2 separate regions of the Mus musculus genome follow, and region 1 is linked to region 2. Evidence: chromatin contacts called from public Hi-C data. All regions are on one chromosome and are shown on one strand. The core of a region is the stretch at or near the end of the contact, and the rest is flanking DNA. Distances in the headings are between cores, read along the strand shown. Region 1 has its middle 63 kb from the start of Gm24160. Region 2 overlaps Acsl3 (acyl-CoA synthetase long-chain family member 3).

Region 1 (3,874 bases), core at 962-3,461, 880 kb after region 2:
AAGTACTTCCCACATCCAAGTACTACCTAGACTTGACTCTGCATGGCTTCCAGGGTCAGATAGGACCACTGCATGCCTGCGATATGGCCATACCCTGGACAAACATTAAGAAAAAAAAAGGGAACTATGTACCTGAAATAGCAGAGCCAATAAAAAAAAAGAACATAAATCTTCAAATATGAAAGGTAGACAACAAAAGAACTGTGATCTAACCACGAAGACAAAAGGTTGAGTTTTATTAAGTATTAACGTAACAAAAAAAAAAAAAAAACCACTGACTTAATCAGTGGGGGGAACAACAGAGAAAACAAATATACAGAATTAACAATAGGGGGATAATCAATAAGATAACATGATTTTTAAAAAATGAGAGCTCTATACAAAAACATTCTAAAAACAAGATACAAATTGAAAATTTTCTAGGAAAACTTTTAGCAAAATTAACCAAAGTACAATCAGAGCAGATATGACTTGCTGATGAATGAGTCCAGTTCCTGAATTGCTGTGTAAATTGGCATTTACATTTGTCTTAGACATTTGTCTAAGACGAATGATAAAAGAGATTACAGAACAAAAGAAGATGGAGGGATGATTAGACTTCCCTGTTGTAAAGGTCCTGTTTCATGTTCATCTTTATTATTATTATTCTCTCCCACTCCCTTTCCGTCATATGATTCAGATTTCATAAGCTGAACACTGATTCAAAAGGGAGAATTTTTTTAATTTATTTATTTACTCACTTTACAACCCTTCCTTTCCCCCCAGTACCTCTTCACACAAGTCATCCCCCATTCCACCTTCCCCTTTTCTTTTGAGAAGGGGAAGCCCCACTCTGGGTGTTAACCCCCCCTACTGACACCTCCCCCCCCCTACTCCATACAAACACACATCAAGCCACTGAGGGACTAGGTACATCCTACTGAGGCCAACCAAGGCAGTTCATTTAGGGGCCTTGGATCAACAAGCAGACAGACAAGCAACAGGCTCAGGGACAGCCCCTGCTCCAATTGTTGGGGGACCCTCATAAAGACTAAGCTGTTCATCTGCTACATATATGCAAGGGGCCTAGATTCAGCTTCTGCTGGCTCTTTGGTTAGTGATTCGGTCTCTAGGAGCACCCACAGATCCAGGTTAGTTGATCCAAATCTCTTTCCATTGGCTGCTGGGTGGAGGCTCTCAGAAGACAATTATACTAGGTTCCTATTTGCAAACATAGTATCATTAATAGTTCTTACCCGTTGGATGGGTCTCAATTTGGGGCAGTCACCGGTTAACCACCACCTCAGTTTCTGCTCTATCTTTGTCCCTGCACATCTTGTAGGCAGGACACATTTTGGGGTTTGTGGCTGGGTTGCTGTCCTTATGTATTCACTGGGAGTCCTGCCTGGCTATAGGCAGTGGCCACTTCAGGATCCATATTCCCCACTGCTAGAAGTCTCAGCTAGAGTGGTCCCAAAGACTTTCTGGGACCTCTCCCCATCCCAGGTCTCTGGCAAGTCCTAGAGATTGCCCTACCACCACCTTCTCTCCCCTGATCTCCCTACATATGATTTCCCTGCCTCTCCCCTCCCCATGCCTTTCCCAACCCAGTTCCCTCCTTCCATCAATCTCCGACATCTACGTTGTTTCCCCAGAAGGGAGAATTTTTTTTATGTAAACATTTCTTTGGTGCTCCAATTCATAGTGATCTTCTAGTAGCTTCATCAATAATGTAATTTCAGTTGTTGCTCTGACATCTAATCCCAAATGGTAAATATACCTTTCATATTCCCTTGTGAAAAAAAATCGTATTCCTGCCTGAAATACTAATTTATCAAAAGCAAGAAAAAGAACCTCAAATTTCAAACAAGAGATTTGGCATTATGTTGTGTCTGAAATAGCTTTCTTCACAAACAAGCTTGAGAAATGTCTTATGATTTGTCTGAGATCTCAAACCTGTCATGGTGTCCTTTGTGAACATGCAAGGCTCCTATCCCAAGCTCTGACCTCTCTCCCCTTAGAAACATTCTTGCCTCTCAAAAGCCATCAATTCAATGGGTAAAACAGTATCTCCTTTCAGTCATTTTTCTCCTTTGCCATCTCTGGAGATTTTATCATCAGCTTGGCTTTAGTTTGTCTCTGAATTGCATCAGGCTCCCAGCTAGTTTCCTAATAGGCCCTGGCTGGGGGGAAAGTGGCCAGAAATAATCAAGATTTGTCAACGATGAATGTGGATCACGCTGAAGTGAAGTCATTTTTATTTTTATGAAAATGAGAAGGTGCTGAGTGAGCTATCTCACCAAGTGGTCATGAAAATACTGCTTCTCGGTGTGGTTTTGAATTTTTGTGTAGTTGTTAAGCCAAAATCTTAAGAAATAATACCAATTACACTGGCTTTTTTTTTTTTTTTTGTACGTTTGATAGTATCAGCAGAAATTCTTTGAACTGTAATTTAAATTTTTGAGGAGAATAAAGTTTTCCTTTGAGCAGGGTTTTCTCTACAGGAGTCATACGGGACCAAGAGACTACATCTGTTCAGCTGAAAAAAATAAAAGGTTATGTTTTTCCTAGATACTCAATATGATAAAAATTTAAACAATGTATATATGCATATACATATATATGCATATAATATATATATGTCCTTGGATTTACCTTTAACTTAACAATTCCCCACAGTTTAAACATCAATGTCCCTTTTTTGTAAAAGTAACTTTAAAAAAAAATATCTGATTCTAACTCGGTTCAGGCCCAGGCTGATCTCCAATTCATGATATTTCCGCTTCAGCCACTAAAGCTAGAGCTACAGGCATACGTGGCCAGGCCGGGTTTGGCTTCTCTTTTCCTTTCGAGCTGAAGACAAATTTTGTCTAGCATCAATACCTCAAGTTAATTTCAGAAGGGAAGGAAGTGAAAAGCTTGCATAATAAAGGCATGCTTTCAAGTCAGATCGAATGCCTGGATTCTCCACTTCTGGAGAAGGGTTGAGGTTAGGTTTAGGAGTTTTGTTCTGCTGATGTACTGACATCCACTTAGTCAAGTGTTTCTTGCTCACTGCCCACAGGGAAGGCTTACTATCAACAGTGAGAGGAAACAAGCAGAGCCTGGTTCCATCCAAACTTGCCATCTGACTGGGAAAACAGATTAATAAAATAATCATTAATGCTAAATCATAATGCATCAGGAGAAGACTAAGCAAGATGATGGACACATGGGGTGGGCACATCTGGAACTTTCTGTAGAGTCGACAAGGCTCCTCCAAGAGAATGCCATTCCTATGGAGCGCTGAGGACCTGTGGGTACCAATAAAGGCATGTAAATAGAAGATAAAGAGCATCCACTTGGAGGATGACCTCGGGCAGCTCTGTGGTATGAGGAAGATTGGTATAAGGAGTGACCCTAAGGAATGTTTCTTCATATAACTTTCTGTGAAATGCATCAATAATTTTGATAGGAAAAATAGAAAATGAGTCTGGGTATACAGTACAAAATAAATTCAAGATAAACTCTGGCTTCTATGGTTATTACATTCCGTTCCCTAGTCCTCCATCTCTCTCTACAGCTGCGTCTCTTCCCTGCCAATTTCCAAGGATGACACCCTGCTCCATCAGCCCCCAGCAAGAGGCCTTTTCCATGTGCAGTCCAAAACCTCTTCTAAAACAACATAACTGATCCTGGAATAAATACAATCCCGTGCACTAGATACTCAACAGACAGACTCTCAGCAGACCCTGTTGTTAACAGCATGACAGCCGGCCCTGCTGACTGAGGGCAGTCTCTGTGCTAGGGATGCCCCACGGAGAATGAGACAGGAGCTTTTTTTTTTTTTTTTTTTTTTTTTACTGCCATGGTTTTACCAGTGAACATTTAGAGAAGAGAGAGATTAAACAAACTC
Region 2 (3,984 bases), core at 649-3,148:
TTACTCGTGCGTTAGCACTTTGCTTCTGCAGCAGACCACATTCTGAAAGTGCTTGCCTCCTTGGTTTTCGGTTGGGCTATAGTTGTTCTTTCTGTCTCTAATCTCTATCTTATCAGCAGGGACTCAGATGCTTAGCTTAGCTGTGCTCCATGTAAGCTTGCTGTAGTCAACTTCTGGCAGAGAGCTCCCATAACCTTTTGTAGGCATAAATTTTTTTTGCAATGTACTTTTAGTAATGGTTCAACCTCTCCTTTAGCCCACCACCCACTAGAGACAGTGGAAGAGGAAAGTTATTAGGATATGGGGGAAGTGGTCCTGTTTAGCAAAAGTTCTTTTGGGGCAAGCTCAGTCTTCTGTCTTAGCAGTTTAGTCCTGCAGCAAATACCAAATAGGACTCAGCAGCTGCAGACTAGTCCTCTAGGCAGGCAGACAGCACACCCAGACTGGCAACTTACAGTCCAGTCCTCTCAGCAGGCAGATCACCGGGCACGAACCAGCAGCTGCAGTTGAATTGTGGAGAAACCGCAAGGTTCACCAACCGGCCAGCCTGAGGTGAGGCCAGCTGCCGCAGGAACCTCACAAGCAGTTCTCAGGCGAGTTTCTCTCAAAGGCAGCCTAACCACAGTTGAGCTCAACATTGCTATCTAAGGTGAACCAATAGGTGTGTGTCATTAGGAAGAAGAGTGAGGCAGAGCAAACCAAACCAAAACTCATCTCCCACTGCCTGTGGGGTCAGATTTATATTCCTTCATCAAGTGTCCTTTCATGTTTGCTCTATGCATACATCCTCTCACCTGTGTCTGCTTCAGGAAGACATCCTTTCACGTGTTTGCTCTATGCATACATCCTCTCACCTGTGTCTGCTTCAGGAAGACATCCTTTCACGTGTTTGCTCTATGCATAAATCCTCTCACCTGTGTCTGCTTCAGGAAGACATCCTTTCACGAGTTTGCTCTATGCGTACACCCTCTCACCTGTGTCTGCTTCAGGAAGACATCCTTTCACGTGTTTGCTCTATGCATACATCCTCTCACCTGTGTCTGCTTCAGGAAGACATCCTTTCACGTGTTTGCTCTATGCATAAATCCTCTCACCTGTGTCTGCTTCAGGAAGACATCCTTTCACGTGTTTGCTCTATGCATACATCCTCTCACCTGTGTCTGCTTCAGGAAGACATCCTTTCACGTGTTTGCTCTATGCATAAATCCTCTCACCTGTGTCTGCTTCAGGAAGACATCCTTTCACGTGTTTGCTCTATGCATACATCCTCTCACCTGTGTCTGCTTCAGGAAGACATCCTTTCACGTGTTTGCTCTATGCATACATTTTCTCACCTGTGTCTGCTTCAGGAAGACATCCTTTCACAGTTTGCTCTATGCATACATCCTCTCACCTGTGTGCTCTGGCAAAGCATTCATCATTCGACATAACTAAATTTCTAAAGATACTAGACGTTTCCACTTTAACCTTTGCTTTACTCACCTTCCTTTCAGAGAGGAAGATGTGTATATTGGCTACTTGCCCCTGGCACATGTTCTAGAATTAAGTGCTGAGCTTGTGTGTCTTTCTCATGGATGCCGAATCGGCTACTCTTCACCACAGACATTAGCAGATCAGGTAAATCACATATCTGCAACTCGAAATACTAAATGTATTTTTAACATGTTTTCTCTATCAGTTTACATTGTATCTTCAATTATCTTAATATAAACATTTGCCTTGTATGTCTAGAATATAAGTATACTGAAAGGGTAAATATATCATATGCCTTTGAGCTAAGAATGCCATTAGGATTTTAAGTTAAAGATCTTTATGTAGATTATTTTTTTCCTGTTCTTTAGTCTTCAAAAATAAAAAAAGGAAGCAAAGGAGACACATCCGTGCTGAAGCCAACACTGATGGCAGCTGTTCCGGTAAGAACTGCCCATTCAGGAAGTGCTGTCAGCCACAGGCCATGGGGTGGTAATAGCACTTTCAAACAAATTATGATTTTACCTAAGATTTTTAGTTCTGATAAAATATATCTTTAAAATGAATTCATATCTTGCCAGTGAGGTCACTGAATGGATGAGGTGCTTGCTGTGCAAGTCTGAGGACTGAGTTAGTTCCAAGAATCCACGTAAAGGTGGAAGGAGACACTCAAGTCCATGTAATTGTCCTCTAGCCGCCATGTATGCACCACGGCACAGGCTGCATGCATTGTCCTATATCACATAGACAACAGTTGGAAGTATTAATCATATGGGTGTGATTTAAATATGAAGGTTGCTCATAGAGTTAATGAACTCATTTATGCATCTAGGAAATCATGGATCGGATCTACAAAAATGTCATGAATAAAGTGAATGAAATGAGTGCTTTTCAACGAAACTTGTTTATTTTGGCATATAATTATAAGATGGAACAGATTTCAAAAGGGTGTAGTACTCCACTGTGTGACCGGTAAGTAAAGCCAGTTCTCTGTGTCAATGACAGAGTTCAAATCAACAGCCCAGGGACGTGAGGCACTTATAAGTAGTACAATTACTTTAAGATGGGTGTGGTGGCACAGGTTTGTAATCTCTGAAGTAAGGGGAGGAGGATCCAGAGTTCAAAGCTGGAGGCTGGAAAGTTGTGTCATTGTTAGAGCAAAAGGATGGGTGGAGGGAGAGCAATAGTCGGACACCAGTGACTTCCTTATGCGCTCATTCTCTCTCTCTCAAGACAGTTTCCCTGGCTAGAACTCAGAGGTTCACATGCCTCTGCCTTCTGAGTGCTAGGATTAAGAGTCTGGATAGCTTAGTTGGCAAAGTGTCAGATTGAAGGGGCACACACTGCCACATCAGCCTCAATACAGCTTCTAAAATGGTTGCCATTGAGTCTTACTCCCTTTCAAAAGGCTTACCAGTTTTTAATTCCCATGGTTCCGGGCATTAAACCTAGGCTGAGCTGGTAAGCAAGCACTACCACTAAGCTGTGTTCCTAGCCTTACTCCTTGCTTTTGAGTTATAAGCAATCTTTTTACTAGTGTTTTCAGAAACTTATCAAATAGACATTTGTTTTCTCTTTAAAATTTCTCTCATAATTTACCATTATAATTTTAAAAACTGTAACAAACCCTAATACTTATATATTAGACTTTAAAGAAATTGTTATACATAAATATGCATAAATTTCTAATGAATAAATAAAAGCAGAAAAGTAGTCAGCTTTTACAAATTATGTGAAGATGTGGTGTGTCATAAATACATTTTTATGATAATGAATTCTCCGGTCATAAACAGGGGTATAAACTGTCATCCTCTGTAGAACCAGGGGTTCTCTGGGTCTTTGGTTTGACCAAAGTATTACAGCTCTCAGAAGGAAGTTCGCACAGGCAAGGCCCCAGGTCTCGCCCTCTACCATGGCAGCACCAATGTCAGTGGCAGAGGCGGCGGCAGCGGGCATTGATGGGCAGCAGCGGTGGCAGGAACAGCAGGGGTGTGAGCCTGGCCTGCCAGCCCTGTCTAAGGTCCAGTGATGAATGCTTTGGCGAGAAAACTTCCCCAGAGTGTTACAGCTCAGTAAAACAGCCACTCTCAGATGATTCTTGCTGAAATGACCTGTGCACTTTATTCTGTGTGGATAGGACTTTATAAACACTGAGGGGGAGGGTGGGATCCGGGCGTAGATGCTGGCTCAGTGTAAGATGCTAGTGAAGCTCTGTTAGCGTAGGGAAGGACTCCAGGCGTTTCCCCACGTGACTGATTTACATGATCCAGAGCAGGTGGAGCTGGCCCCACTCCCACCCTACTCGGTTCTGAGTTCTCAGGGTTTGGGCTCACTCAGCATTACCAGCTCTGTGCTGTGGCATGGTCCACTGCCCACAGTAAACAATTGTATATGATGATTCTACCACTTGAAAATTAAGAGTGAGTGACATTTTCTTTGCTTGCTAGAACTGCTCACATTTAAGACAGATGTAGTGGCCCAAGAGAATCTCAATTGGCTGTATCACATTGATTA

The links. Hi-C and Micro-C count contacts between places; a contact is called where the count stands out from the background.
Region 1: a Hi-C map of bone marrow-derived macrophages shows a contact between it and region 2, with 8 read pairs. The contact joins two enhancer-like sites. A contact is called at or near these places in 1 of 484 Hi-C or Micro-C datasets (bone marrow-derived macrophages), 2 of 115 datasets of contacts at active chromatin or transcription factors (embryonic forebrain and embryonic stem cells) and 1 of 9 other capture datasets (embryonic stem cells).

Annotation. Positions count from the first base shown.
Region 1 is chr1:79,575,385-79,579,258 of GRCm38.p6, forward strand. No RefSeq gene overlaps it. Among named protein-coding and RNA genes, the nearest start is that of Gm24160, 63 kb to the left of the region's middle. Within about 2 kb of position 2,212, at least 14 of the 459 cell types and tissues checked have an H3K27ac peak or open chromatin away from gene starts, as enhancers often do. A contact at or near this core is called in bone marrow-derived macrophages, where this site is marked.
Region 2 is chr1:78,694,588-78,698,571 of GRCm38.p6, forward strand. It overlaps Acsl3 (acyl-CoA synthetase long-chain family member 3), which reads left to right. Exons shown (of 15, transcript NM_001033606.2): 7 at 1,494-1,617; 8 at 1,842-1,913; 9 at 2,303-2,442. Among named protein-coding and RNA genes, the nearest start is that of Gm51635, 16 kb to the left of the region's middle. Within about 2 kb of position 1,899, at least 3 of the 459 cell types and tissues checked have an H3K27ac peak or open chromatin away from gene starts, as enhancers often do. A contact at or near this core is called in bone marrow-derived macrophages, where this site is marked.